Regions from separate parts of the Mus musculus genome. Here regions 1, 2 and 4 are each linked to region 3. A link is a contact called in public HiChIP or PLAC-seq data. All regions are on one chromosome and are shown on one strand. The core of a region is the stretch at or near the end of the contact, and the rest is flanking DNA. Distances in the headings are between cores, read along the strand shown. Region 1 overlaps Igf2bp1 (insulin-like growth factor 2 mRNA binding protein 1). Region 2 holds the start of Ttll6 (tubulin tyrosine ligase-like family, member 6). Region 3 holds the start of Cdk5rap3 (CDK5 regulatory subunit associated protein 3). Region 4 holds the start of Hoxb4 (homeobox B4).

Region 1 (3,055 bases), core at 530-3,029, 930 kb before region 3:
GGTCACCAAACGGTGCTTCGTGTTCACAGAACATGAAGTGTTAACACAGCACAAGCCGTCAGTGCTGGACATTAAGAGCAGGAAGAACGCCCATATTCTGCATGGTCAAATGCTTGCCAACTGGCTTTTAACTGCATGCGGCTCTAATTTGGGCACCAGATTTAATTTGCAGAATAGCTAACTACCCTATAATACGGCTGGATGACTGTTACAGAGGGGGAAAGGGTAGTCACCGAAGTTCTTCTCTTACAAGCTCCATCCAGAGCAGGCAAAGGAATAAAGGAGACTGGGAAGGTGCGAGCGGGAGGGAGAGAGCCTGGCTTGGCCTAATCCACTCAGGAATAAATGGGCTGATTAGAAAGCCCAAAGGTTATTTTTGTTTTGTTTTGTTTTTTAATTGTGTTTATCCCCACCCCCACCCCCAGCCCTTACTCATGGCGCAGCCCCGGAAGAAGCTAAAACAGAGGCTCTGAGGTAGCTGATCGCCTTCTAGGCAAATTCCAGGTCGGCTGGAGCTAACTGCCACCTCCTCCCCCAACCCCAGGCTTTGAATAGAATTTTACTTTTTAACTTTTTAACTGGAGGGGTCTGGCCAAGTGGAGCTAAAAAGTGGGGAAAAGGGAGGTCAGAAGAACCTGGGGACGGGTGGGTGAGGACGGAGCCTTTACTAAAGCATAAAGAACAGTAACACATAGAAAGGAGTTTGTCCGCATGAACCTCCCGGGTGGGTACAGGGGTTCCCCCAGTAGGACTGTCCCCACTAACCCGGGTCAGCCTGATGGCGGAGAGAGTTTTTGGGTCTTCCCAAGGCAGTGGGGAAGGTTAATAAGCTGACAGGTCCTCGCTGATCCCCCAGTACCCCTCAACTGAACATGTTATCTTAGCTCACCGCCCAGCATCTCTTCAGGAAACCTAGGAGCCAAATGATGGGCTGAGGGAGAAGAAGGAAATGAAATGTAAGAGAACCTTGGGAAGAGAACGCTCTCTCAAGACAAAGATTCTGAAGTTGAGTTCTCAGAGGCAAGCAAAGAAGCCAGGCCAATCTCAAAAGAAAGCAGACAACACAAAACCCTGTTGCTGAAAAGGGATTAGCATAATGCTGAAAATCCTTAGGGTTAAAAAATAATTTATCAGTAGAAAGGACACTGGTCCTTCCTGCCCAGTTGCCAACAAATACCTGTTGGTGGTGAGCGAGTTCATTTAGAGCAAGTGCTAAAGGCCGGTCTCAAATTCTTAGAACTCCTCTCCACACCATCCTGATTTCTGCTGGGATTTGGGTGGGGAAGCAAAACGCCCTCCAAAGGGCCCTGTCCCCCAGGTTCAGAGATGATTAGGAGGCTGGACCACCAACGTTTTCCAAAATGGCTCTCGGCCACCCCGACAAGGAAGAAAGGCGGGTCTTCAACAGCTCGGAGGACCCAGCCCTGGACACAGCCTTCTGCCAGGGAGGGTTGGAAAGCTGAGCAGTCAGGGCAACTGAGGAGGAGGCGGAGGCGGCGGCGGGGAAGGGCGGCGGCAGCTGAGGTGGGGGAGGTGGCAGCAGCTGGGGGAGGAGGGGAGCCCTGCAGGCCGCGCCATGGAGAAGGCCGAGCAGCTGAGAGGCCCGGCCTGCGCCCCAGCCCCTCACCTCACCCCGGGGAGGGAAGCCCAGCGCCCCCCCCCCACCCAGCCCCTGGGTGGGCTGCTGCACTGCACAGGGAGGGGGACAAGGGTGCGCCCCAGCCCCCTGCCACAGTCTAGAATGTTCACGCACCAAGGCGCCCTGGGCACCCGGGGACGCTCAGCCGATCCTGAGGGGCCCCGGCGGCCCTCGGTCGCCCGCGCAGGGCCCGTGGGGGAGGGGCCGCGCTGGGGGCTGGGGTGGGGGTGGGGACCGGGACTTTGCCCTTTGTCTCCCTCTCCTCTCCCTCTGCAGAGCCACCGGCCGAAACCCGACCCCATCGGCCAGCCAGGCAGCCGGCGCGGGGCAGGCTCCCCCTCCCGAGTTCTTTAGTAAATCCAGACCCGACCTCCCCGTGCTCAGGGCCGTGACTGAGGTGGTCCTGTGGGGGAGGGGGCTTCCCGCCTGCTAACCGGCCTGCAAACATTTAAGGGGGAGCCGGGGAGAGGGTGGGAGTGGGGCCGTTGAGGCTGGGGAGGAGAAAATGGCCCTGGAGGCGGCAATCCTAAGAGACACCGTCCGGGCTGCCCAAGGTGGCAGGACCAGGATGGGGAGGCCTTCCACAGACGAGGCAGAAATGGGATCTGGGAGTGGGGCAGAACTTCGGGGGCATTCCAGGAAGCTCGACAGCAAAGTTATAATTGAAGTCATCCTTGTCCCGATAATAAAGTATAGGGAGTGAAAAAGACCTTACTTATTCATCCCTTTGGGGTGTCATCAATTATGTTACTAATATGCAATTTTAATGATGCAGCTTTGCATGTACTGAATTTACAAGGTCCCTTCCATACAAAAATGTATGAACCTGGAACATGACGCTAATGTGATCTTCTCCATTTCCAGGTGGCAAGAGAAGCTCAGTGGTGGCGCACGCCTTTAATCCCAGCGCTTGGGAGGCAGAGGCAGGCGAATTTCTGAGTTCGAGGCTAGCCTGGTCTACAGAGTCAGTTCCAGGACAGCCAGGGATACACAGAGAAACCCTGTCTCGAAAATAATAATAATAATAATTAATAATAATAATAATAATAGAGGCTCAGAGAGATTGAGTAGCCAACAAAGCAATGGCCAGTGACAACAGGCTTGTTCCTGTTTCCCAGAAAAACAGGGTAATGCGTTCGTGCTCCCTAGAAACCAATGTATGAGTTAAGAATTATGACTCAGTAGGCATTAACAGGTCACCTCTTCATCCCTAGCTGCAGGGGGAGGAGGGGGCGGAGGAAGAAGAGGAAGAAGGCATCTCTGTCTGCCCTGAACCTGGCTCCTGCTTCCACCCCCCACAGAAACTAAATAAATTAAGTAACTAGAGACAGGAAGCAGGTACCCAATGAGGGCTGGAAGGCCTGCACAGCTTTCCCCAGGTATTGATCAAGTTTCTGGAGAAGGGGAGGATCCAAG
Region 2 (2,995 bases), core at 384-2,883, 780 kb before region 3:
AACCAGCTGGCCATTGATGTGGCTCAGTAGGTAAGTGTGTTTCACAACAAGCCTGACTACCTACCTGAGGTTGATCCCAGAACCCACATAATAGGGGAACCAACCCCCACAGGTTTGTTGTCCGCTAACACACACACACACACACACACACACACACAGACAGAGAGAACAAAAATATACCTAGGGACATGCAAACGCGCCTTTATGATATATTATGTGGGCAGAAAGAAGGTGCCAAGATGGTTAAAATGATGTCAGAATAATTACAATTAGAATTTAAGAATTCACAGCCAAGGCAAAGATGCTTTGGTAGAGTAGGTGAGCCACAGGTGATGTCTGCCCTCCCAGCTTTAAGGCCTCCTTTATTTAACATGATTTCAGCAATAAACTGAAAGATAAAGATATTCATTTTTAAAAGCTTTGATCCAAAGGATGTGTATGAGCAGGGCAGGCAAGTAGATGGCAAAAGGCCTGTGGACACTAAAGGAGAGAGAGAGGCTGGCATGTGGGCACTAAAGGAGAGAGGCCTGTGGGCACTAAAGGAGAGAGAGGCTGGAGTGTGGGCATTAAAGGCGTGGAGGTTGGTGGGGAGGAGAAGGGAGGAGGTGGGAGCCTTGTGAAATGGGCCTTATGGCCATATGAGCCTTGGTGTGAGGGCTGTGATCTGAACGGGGCCAGGAAAATCTGGGTTAGGCAGAGGCAGAGGCAGAGGCTGAGGCAGAGGCAGAGGCAGAGGCAGAGGCAGAGGCAGAGGCAGAGAGGCAGAGGCAGATGGGGCAGAGGCAGAGGCAGAGAGGCAGAGAGGCAGAGGCAGAGGCAGAGGCAGAGGCAGAGAGGCAGAGGCAGAGAGGAAGAGGCAGAGGCAGAGAGGCAGAGGCAGAGGCAGAGACTGTACTCCTAAAGAACTGTGAAGGCAGAACGCTGTGTGTGTGTGTGTGTGTGTGTGTGTGTGTGTGTGTGTGGTGTGACAGAGAGAGAGAGAGAGAGAAAGAGAGAGAGAGAGAGAGAGAGAGAGAGAATGAGAGAGAGAGAGAGAGAGAGATCTCAGCAGTTAAGAGTACTAGTTTTCCAGAAGCTCTTAGTTCCATTCTCAGTATTGTTGGGAACGGACATCTGTTGATTCACAGCCGCCTGTGCATCTTATTCGTGCCTGCATCTTGCCTTGTGGGAAGTCGAATGCAGCACTGTAAGGGTTAACAGAACTCAGCCCACCTCCACTGCCCCCTCGGGACTCAGTCCCTCAGATAGAAAGGCTTGAAGCTGAGTTCTGAGGCTGTCTCCAGGCGCACTCTGACTTTAATAATAAGATTGTTTACCAGGTGGTACAGCGCATAGCAGCAGCTCGGCCTCTTTCAGAAAACCCCAGATGGCCAAAACCAAAGCTAGGGTTGGCTAGGTGAGTCCCCAAGGTCAGAGTCTTTGCCAAAGGTGGAACTAGCTCTCTCCCTGAGCGTGCACCAAGCGCGCATTTGGAGCGGGGAGCATTTTTTATAAACTACAACCAGTTGTTTGGGAACGGACATGAGCAAGGGAGGAGCGCCCCCTTCAGGTGGACCCACACAACTGCTGATCGCTCTGCCTTCTCTCCAGGGAGGACTGATGTTTCCCCAGAGCCTCCTCCAGGGCTAGGAAGATGCTACAGTGCCTGACTTCGGAAAGTGAGGAAGGGGCTGAAGAGAGGGAGGAGAGTTCCACAGAAGATCTGGAGGAGCTAAAAGAATTTGTCACCCTGGCTTTTGTGAGAGAGAACACACAAAAGAGGCTCCAGAACGCACAGCAGCATGGTAAGAAAAAGAGGAAGAAAAAAAGGTTAGTATTGAAAAACGAGGAGTTTCGGGGCGTGTGTGTGTGTGTGTGTGTGTGTGTGTGTGTGTGTGTGTGTGGTGTCGGTGTTGATAAGAGCAGGAAGGGCCCAAGGGAAGAAGGTCTTGGCTGATGAGAGGAAAAGGGGACACAGGGCTTGTCTCCTCTGGCTCACACCAATTTCAGTGTTCTGTTTTATGGCATCCCATAATAGTGTGCATAACCTCGAATCACACCTTGTACTTTTCCTTCTATTTGTGTTTGCAATGCCTTTTAAAGACTGGGTGGAGAGGGAGCTCCTTGCTGAAGGAGCAAGGAAAAAATTTCCCTTCCTAAGCGCAAGCTCCCGTGTGTCCTGGGAATTTCACATACTTGCAGTGTAACAGGACCACAGTGACTTGCCAGCCCCGGCGGCTGGCAGCTGCAGCTTGCGCATTCCGTTTCTGGGTTAATACTCTGCTTTGCCTTGTAAGAGAGTATTGTCTATCTTCTAAATGGCTTCCCTTAGTGGAAAGGGGGAGACAATATTTTAGTAAAAAATATGTGCCTTTTAAAATTTCTCAAACAAGCAAACAAACCCCAAAATAAATAAATAAAATAAAATTTCTGTCCCCAATGGGCTGATGGTGTAAAAGTACAGGGACCACTGGGAGTGTAGCCTAGTGTCTAGTGCCTCACTTTCAGGCAGGAGGCCCTGGGTTCAAGTCCCATCACTGACAAAATTAAAAAGGGGGTTGAGGCAATGGTGTTAACACAAAATCGCAAGCAAAGGCAATTGTAACACATGGAGTAACGGAACTGTGAGGTGCATGGCTTGGTGTGGCCACTGGGACACATGTGTCTGGCCCCAGCCCTGTGTTCTGGCCTGGGTATCTGTCTGTGTCTTGCTGTCTGCCCTTTTCTCTTTTCCAGATGATTGGTGATCAATCTATCTAACTGCCGGTATGACAGCGGTAAGTATCTCTGTTCAAGGGGTCTGTGATGGAGACTGAAGGGTGGGGAAGGGGCCAGTCCTGGGCATGCCCGAGGGTGATAAACAGGGTCTCAGAATGCTTGGAAGTCTCCTGAAAATCACAGGGGCATTGTGCACAGCCCATAGTCTTGCGTATTTACGTACATGTTTGTTGACAGGGCTTCACTGTGTAGCTCAGGCTAGCTCAAGACTCAACTATGTCAAATGCTGCCCACCCCC
Region 3 (2,700 bases), core at 26-2,525:
CTCAAGCAACAACAGTATCAGAAATTCTGACTCTGAGTTCTTCTCAAGTTGTCAGAAAGGAAAACAGCAGACACCAGAATTCCTCCAGGGGCTGAGGTCGGCAAACACCCTCTTAAGGACGTGTTACCAGTGGACTGGCGTATCTGGTGAACACAAGGGCCAGGGGCTGTACACACCCCCAGAAGTGACAGAATGAGGGATGTAAGCCAGATGCAGAGACTGCCTGGTCACTAAAAGGTCTTCTTGTCTCTCTGTCATTTTCTTTTGAAATAGTGTCTCTCCATGTAGTCCTGGCTGCCCTGGTGCTTGCTATGTGGCCAAGGCCTGCCTCTGCCTTCTGAGTGCTAAGACTAAAGGTTTTTTGGGGGGGTGGGGGTGGGGGGCGGGGAGTACTAGGCTGGTACTTGCTATGCAAGCCAGGCTGTCTGAGAACTGCCACCAATCCTCCTGCCTCGGCCTCCCAAGTATTATGGTTACCAGTGTGAACCACCATGGTTGGCATAAAAGGTCTGTATGTGAGTCTTAGGGCCCTCTTCTCCCTAAATCCAAGGAGAGAAACTTTTTAAATAGATGGGAGAGGATTACCCACCCCAAATAATGCAAAATGCATGAAGACAGAACCAAACAGACTTAGGTTTCAAATGGATCAGCCATTTGCTTAACTGTCCATCTTTAACACTATCCATTTGTCCTGTGTGCCTGAATACGATTTGATACTACGTGAGAAACGTTAAAAGTAGAAAACACGGAGCCAGTACAGACTTTCCATGCTTCCTTCCTTGCAGAGCAAACAGTTCGCTGGAGTAAAGCACCTCAGCTGGGACTTTCACAGCTCCTGGCTGCTGGTTGGTGACAGGGGGCAACTAGCAGACCTCCCCCGAGAGCCGACCGCGCGGGGGCGCCCTCTCCTACCGAGCAGCTTGCTGGTCTGGATGTCGATGGGCACGTGCTGATGGTCCTGGTGGGAAATACGACCGGGAGGGAGGGCGTGAACGCGGGAAGGCGATGCGCCTCGCGCGCGCTCATTCCACGAGTCCAACCGCCACCCTGCAGGGGCAGAGCACCCGACAGAGGACGGGAGGACTTGAGGAGGCAGGACAGGAATCCCAGAGAAGACCCAGTTTCTCCAGCCCTGGTCCCCACACCTGCATCCTTTCTCCACTTCCGCTTCCGGCCAAAGACCCCGGCCCAGCCTAGCACCAATCCTGAGCGGCTGTGCTTGAGCCTCAGTTCCGAAACAAACCGGCCTCCTTCAGCCACGTCGCCGTCTTCAGCGGAGCCAATCCAAGACCACGCTCCGCCCCTCTGCTGAAAGCCCCGCCCATCACGATGTTCTGATTGGTTGAGTACCGGAGGGGCGGGAGAATAGCTGACAGCCAATGGAAGGCGAGAGGCGGGCTCCGGCCGGGTGATCTCCAGGAAGGGATGTTACACTTGCACGATGGCGGTAGGGGGCACCCAAGAGCCGTTTTAGGCTGCTTTTTCATCAGCCTGGCGCGGAGCCCCCAGCTAGAGAACGAACACATGCGCGGAACAGGTCCTAGCACCTTCCCGATGGCGTTTCGAAAGTAGTTAAAAAAAATACTTTCTTCCCACCATTTTCTCCCTTTACCACATATAGAAGGTCACAGGTCTCTTGAGGCTCTCGTCACATTTTGTCCTCCCATTTATGATAAATACGATTTTTGAGCACCCGATTCTTGTTGGACGACTGGGACAGGGAAGGGAGAGGAAGCAACACTCATTGAATAGTAAACAAAAAGTTGCGTGGTGGCACACGCCTTTAATCCCAGCAGGGAGGCAGAGGCAGGCGGATTTCTGAGTTCGAGGCCAGCCTGATCTACAAAGTGAGTTCCAGGACAGCCAGGGCTATACAGAGAAACCCTGTCTCGAAAAGCCAAAAAAAAAAAAAAAAAAAAAAAAAAAAGTTGCAGAAGGAAGGATGATGGCGGGTGTTCCTGGTGGAGTGGAAAGGCTGTTTCTGATGGAAGAGACTGCACAAACTTTAAAACTACAGCTGCAAGAGTGGTTCAGGGAAAGACAAGCAGGGGAGACCGGCAAAATATACGTGGTCCAAGACAAAGTGAAGTGCAAGGTCCCTTGTTTCACGAGGGATCTCAAGAGGACACTACACAGGTCTCCCACCTATAGCTGACCTCAGACCCACCTCTATACAGTAAAAGGTTTAAGGCAGTGACCCGGGAGGAGGCTGTAAAAATATAAGGATCGTAACAAAGAGTCCCTCATTAAGGAACTTGGACTTCACACTGCAGACAGAGAGGAACCACTGAAGGGTTTGGTACAAGGAAGGACATAACACATATTGGTTAGGAGGATGGGCTAATGGGCAATAAGGCTGTGTCCAGAGCAACTAGGAGGCTGTAAGGGAGAGGTTGGGCCTCACCTAGGTCAGAAGCTGTAGGGAGGAGATAAGCAGAATTTAGGAGGAAAACAGACAGGCGTTGGCAATAGATTGGCCAAATGGGTGAGGAGGGAGGACTCAAACATGACACTCAAGCTGGGCAGTGGCGGCACACGCCTTCAATCCCAGCGCTTGGGAGACAGAGGCAGGCAGATTTCTGGGTTCAAATTCAGCCTGGTCTACAAAGTGAGTTCCAGCAAAGCCAGACCTACACAGAGAAACCCTGTCTCCAAAAACAAAGCACACACACACACACACACACACACACACACAAAGAT
Region 4 (2,901 bases), core at 9-2,508, 600 kb before region 3:
AAACCCCTTGTAATCCCAAGAACGGACCCACAGTGACTTTTCTGCTCCCAGATCTCAAAATTAAAACAAAACGAAATAAAAATGAAAACATTCAGATCACACCCAAAAGAAGAACGCACGGAAAGTAAGAGAACTGGAAATTTCCTGGGCCAAGAAGACCTGTCTGTCTTCTGTATATACCCTGTAGATCCGAATTTGTGTAAGGAATTTTGTGGTCACAAATTCGTATCTAGGGGAATATGTAGTTGACATAAACACTCCGCTCATATTCTTTCCCAGAAGAAAAATAGATTATTTTCTAAATGAGGACAATCCAGTGACTGCCTTCAAGAAGACTCCTTTTCTTTTCCTCCCTCAACCAATGAGGGAGAAATCTCATCTACCTGAGGTGTCCCCATGCACACCCCTGGAAGCTTGGGTCCTTGTTCACTCAAGAGATTAATGTTACTGGTGTTTTAAAATTTATCTTTAAGCCCCAACCTACCTATTCTTATTCTGGGTCCAGGGGGCTTTATTGGAAATCATGAGGAGGAAAAAAAGATTGCTGAAGGCTGCAGTGTGCAAAGGCAAAGGAAATTTGCTTTTTAAAAGGATGCGAAGATTGCTGTTTCGTTGAATTCAAGACAAGATGCCCTGAAAACATAAGGTTGCCATGGGTGTTCTTGTGCGTGTGATGTTGGTGGGGGCGTCACAGCTAGGGCTCCTTTACTTAGTATTCAAGGTTGTGAAATTTCTTTCTGCCACACTGACAGAGGCGGCGGCTTTAGCGGCAATTAGAACTCTTGGTTAGCATTGCTTCGACGAATCTGGAATTAGCAAATTACTATTCAATTGGTTTTAGGAACTTGCGGGTTTGGTTTGGTTTCATTGTATCTTCTGTCTTTAGTGGAGGGAGTCCAGCCGTTCCTCTGACCTTGGGCCTTGTGGGTTAAAGGGAGGGAGTGTTGAGGAGGACAGACTGACGGACACAGCCGATGCTCATAGTGCAGCTAAATGCGATTTGGAAGGCGAAGTCTCCCCGAATTAGTGCGTGAATTTCCTATCGATCTGCTCGCGGTTCCATTCATCTCTGACAAGTCCCTCTGCGCACCCGCCTTCTAGCTCCCGACGCCTCCTCACTCACCTCCTACCCCTCCCCATCTGGCTGCACTGAGAAGCCCCAAGCTCAGCGCCCCTATGACCTAGTGGGTACCCATTTCAAGAAGGCGCTCCCTGGTCGGCCAACCACTTAAAACCCCACACAGACACCTAGTGCGTGAGCTCCCTCTTATCCTGGGGAGGAGATGGGGCCCTATGGGAGTCAGAGAAAGGTTGGTGGAGATTAGGTAGGGCAGGGGTGGGGGCTACACCCGCAGCCCCAACTTCTGAGGGATGCAGGGTTTGTGCTCTGCCCAGCCCCCTCACCCCCAAACAGGCCCTCCAATTAACCTGCTCACTCTTTCTTAGTTCATCACCCCTCTCTGTTGTGGAGAAAGCCAGGCGAGGAGGGGGTCTCCCCGCGGGAGCCCTATGTAAATCCTGGTGTTGGGTGGGTGGGGAGGGGTAGAGAAGGGGAAATAAACCTCTTTGGCTGGAGTAGGGTCCGGGTGAGCAGATTTCCTTATCCGGGAATCGCAGGCCGGGTGGCCATTGGCTCGGAGGATCACGTGGGCCTCTAACTTTGTTCACTTGACAGTAAGTAGGAGGGCTTTCGGAAACAGGAAAACGAGTCAGGGGTCGGAATAAATTTTAGTATATTTTGTGGGCAATTCCCAGAAATTAATGGCTATGAGTTCCTTTTTGATCAACTCAAACTATGTCGACCCCAAGTTCCCTCCGTGCGAGGAGTATTCACAGAGCGATTACCTACCCAGCGACCACTCGCCCGGGTACTACGCCGGCGGCCAGAGGCGAGAGAGCGGCTTCCAGCCGGAGGCGGCCTTTGGGCGCCGGGCGCCGTGCACTGTGCAGCGCTACGCGGCCTGCCGAGACCCCGGGCCCCCGCCACCTCCGCCGCCCCCGCCGCCCCCGCCACCGCCCGGGCTGTCCCCTCGGGCTCCAGTGCAGCCAACAGCCGGGGCCCTCCTCCCGGAGCCCGGGCAGCGCAGCGAGGCGGTCAGCAGCAGCCCCCCGCCGCCTCCCTGCGCCCAGAACCCCCTGCATCCCAGCCCGTCCCACTCCGCGTGCAAAGAGCCCGTCGTCTACCCCTGGATGCGCAAAGTTCACGTGAGCACGGGTGAGTGCGTGGGCACCCCTTCCCCTCCCACCCCCGGCGCTTTACAGTGAAGGGACCTCCGAGGCATGTGGGGGAGGGAGCGAGGGGAAGCCAATTGTCCCCGCTATAAACTCGCCATTGCCAGAGATTTACGGTCTCCTGTTTTCAGAGCCACATAATTACATCGCCCATAAATTTTTATGGCCTAGTGGGCCCTGCGCCTTTGAAGTCATCCTCTTCTTCATTCTCCCAGCGACTTTTTCGCCAGGGATTCGCAGTCCCAGTAAAGTTGGAAGTTGGGGAGGGGTGTGGGAGGAGGGGAGGAGAAGGAAGAGGAGGAGGTAATCCCTATTTAAGCACAGAGTTGAATCAACTTCCTGGATTTCTTTTTTTTTTTTTTTTCCCCTTTCTTCCAATCTGGTACCTTGGCTGGAGAAGTAGGCAAAAGTTTTTACTAAGGGGAAGGCGCTGCTTGGAATCTGAGCAGTGAGGGTGGGAACTAAGCCGGGGAAAGGTCTAGGGCAACACCCCCTCCCACTACCCCACGCCATTGGGGTCCTCAAGCCAAAGAGTGAGATGAAAATCTTTCCAAGATTCCTCACAGTGCCCCTCCCCCAGGCAACAAGGACAACAGTACAGCCCTCCAAAAGTTTGAGTTTTTTTTTTTTTTTTCTTTCACGGGTCTTCCTTTTTCGACCCCCTCCCTC

Evidence for each region. HiChIP or PLAC-seq counts read pairs in DNA pulled down with a chosen protein or histone mark.
Region 1: a contact with region 3 is called in an H3K4me3 HiChIP or PLAC-seq map of embryonic forebrain, with 5 times the contacts expected there. The contact joins the enhancer-like site here to the promoter of Cdk5rap3 in region 3. A contact is called at or near these places in 1 of 39 promoter capture datasets (hippocampal neurons), 4 of 115 datasets of contacts at active chromatin or transcription factors (cardiomyocytes, embryonic forebrain, embryonic midbrain and 1 more) and 1 of 9 other capture datasets (macrophages).
Region 2: an H3K27ac HiChIP or PLAC-seq map of embryonic stem cells shows a contact between it and region 3, with 5 times the contacts expected there. The contact joins the promoter of Ttll6 here to the promoter of Cdk5rap3 in region 3. A contact is called at or near these places in 1 of 39 promoter capture datasets (hippocampal neurons) and 3 of 115 datasets of contacts at active chromatin or transcription factors (embryonic forebrain, embryonic stem cells and pancreatic cancer cells).
Region 4: an H3K4me3 HiChIP or PLAC-seq map of bone marrow-derived macrophages shows a contact between it and region 3, with 2.7 times the contacts expected there. The contact joins the promoter of Hoxb4 here to the promoter of Cdk5rap3 in region 3. A contact is called at or near these places in 2 of 39 promoter capture datasets (pre-B cells and stem cell-derived epiblast-like cells), 9 of 115 datasets of contacts at active chromatin or transcription factors (bone marrow-derived macrophages, craniofacial prominence, embryonic hindbrain and 5 more) and 1 of 9 other capture datasets (liver).

Annotation. Positions count from the first base shown.
Region 1 is chr11:95,989,567-95,992,621 of GRCm38.p6, forward strand. All of the region lies in intron 2 of Igf2bp1 (insulin-like growth factor 2 mRNA binding protein 1), which reads right to left. Among named protein-coding and RNA genes, the nearest start is that of Igf2bp1, 15 kb to the right of the region's middle. Within about 2 kb of position 1,780, at least 117 of the 459 cell types and tissues checked have an H3K27ac peak or open chromatin away from gene starts, as enhancers often do. A contact at or near this core is called in embryonic forebrain, where this site is marked.
Region 2 is chr11:96,132,153-96,135,147 of GRCm38.p6, forward strand. Ttll6 (tubulin tyrosine ligase-like family, member 6) reads left to right here and starts at 1,634. Exons shown (of 15, transcript NM_172799.4): 1 at 1,634-1,809; 2 at 2,719-2,756. The coding sequence starts at 1,634.
Region 3 is chr11:96,915,239-96,917,938 of GRCm38.p6, forward strand. It overlaps Cdk5rap3 (CDK5 regulatory subunit associated protein 3), which reads right to left and starts at 1,276. Exons shown (of 14, transcript NM_030248.2): 1 at 1,146-1,276; 2 at 913-958. The coding sequence starts at 1,151.
Region 4 is chr11:96,317,009-96,319,909 of GRCm38.p6, forward strand. Hoxb4 (homeobox B4) reads left to right here and starts at 1,259. Exons shown (of 2, transcript NM_010459.7): 1 at 1,259-2,215. The coding sequence starts at 1,762. It overlaps Mir10a (microRNA 10a), which reads left to right and starts at 157; the gene lies at 157-266. It also overlaps a transcript of Hoxb3 not described here.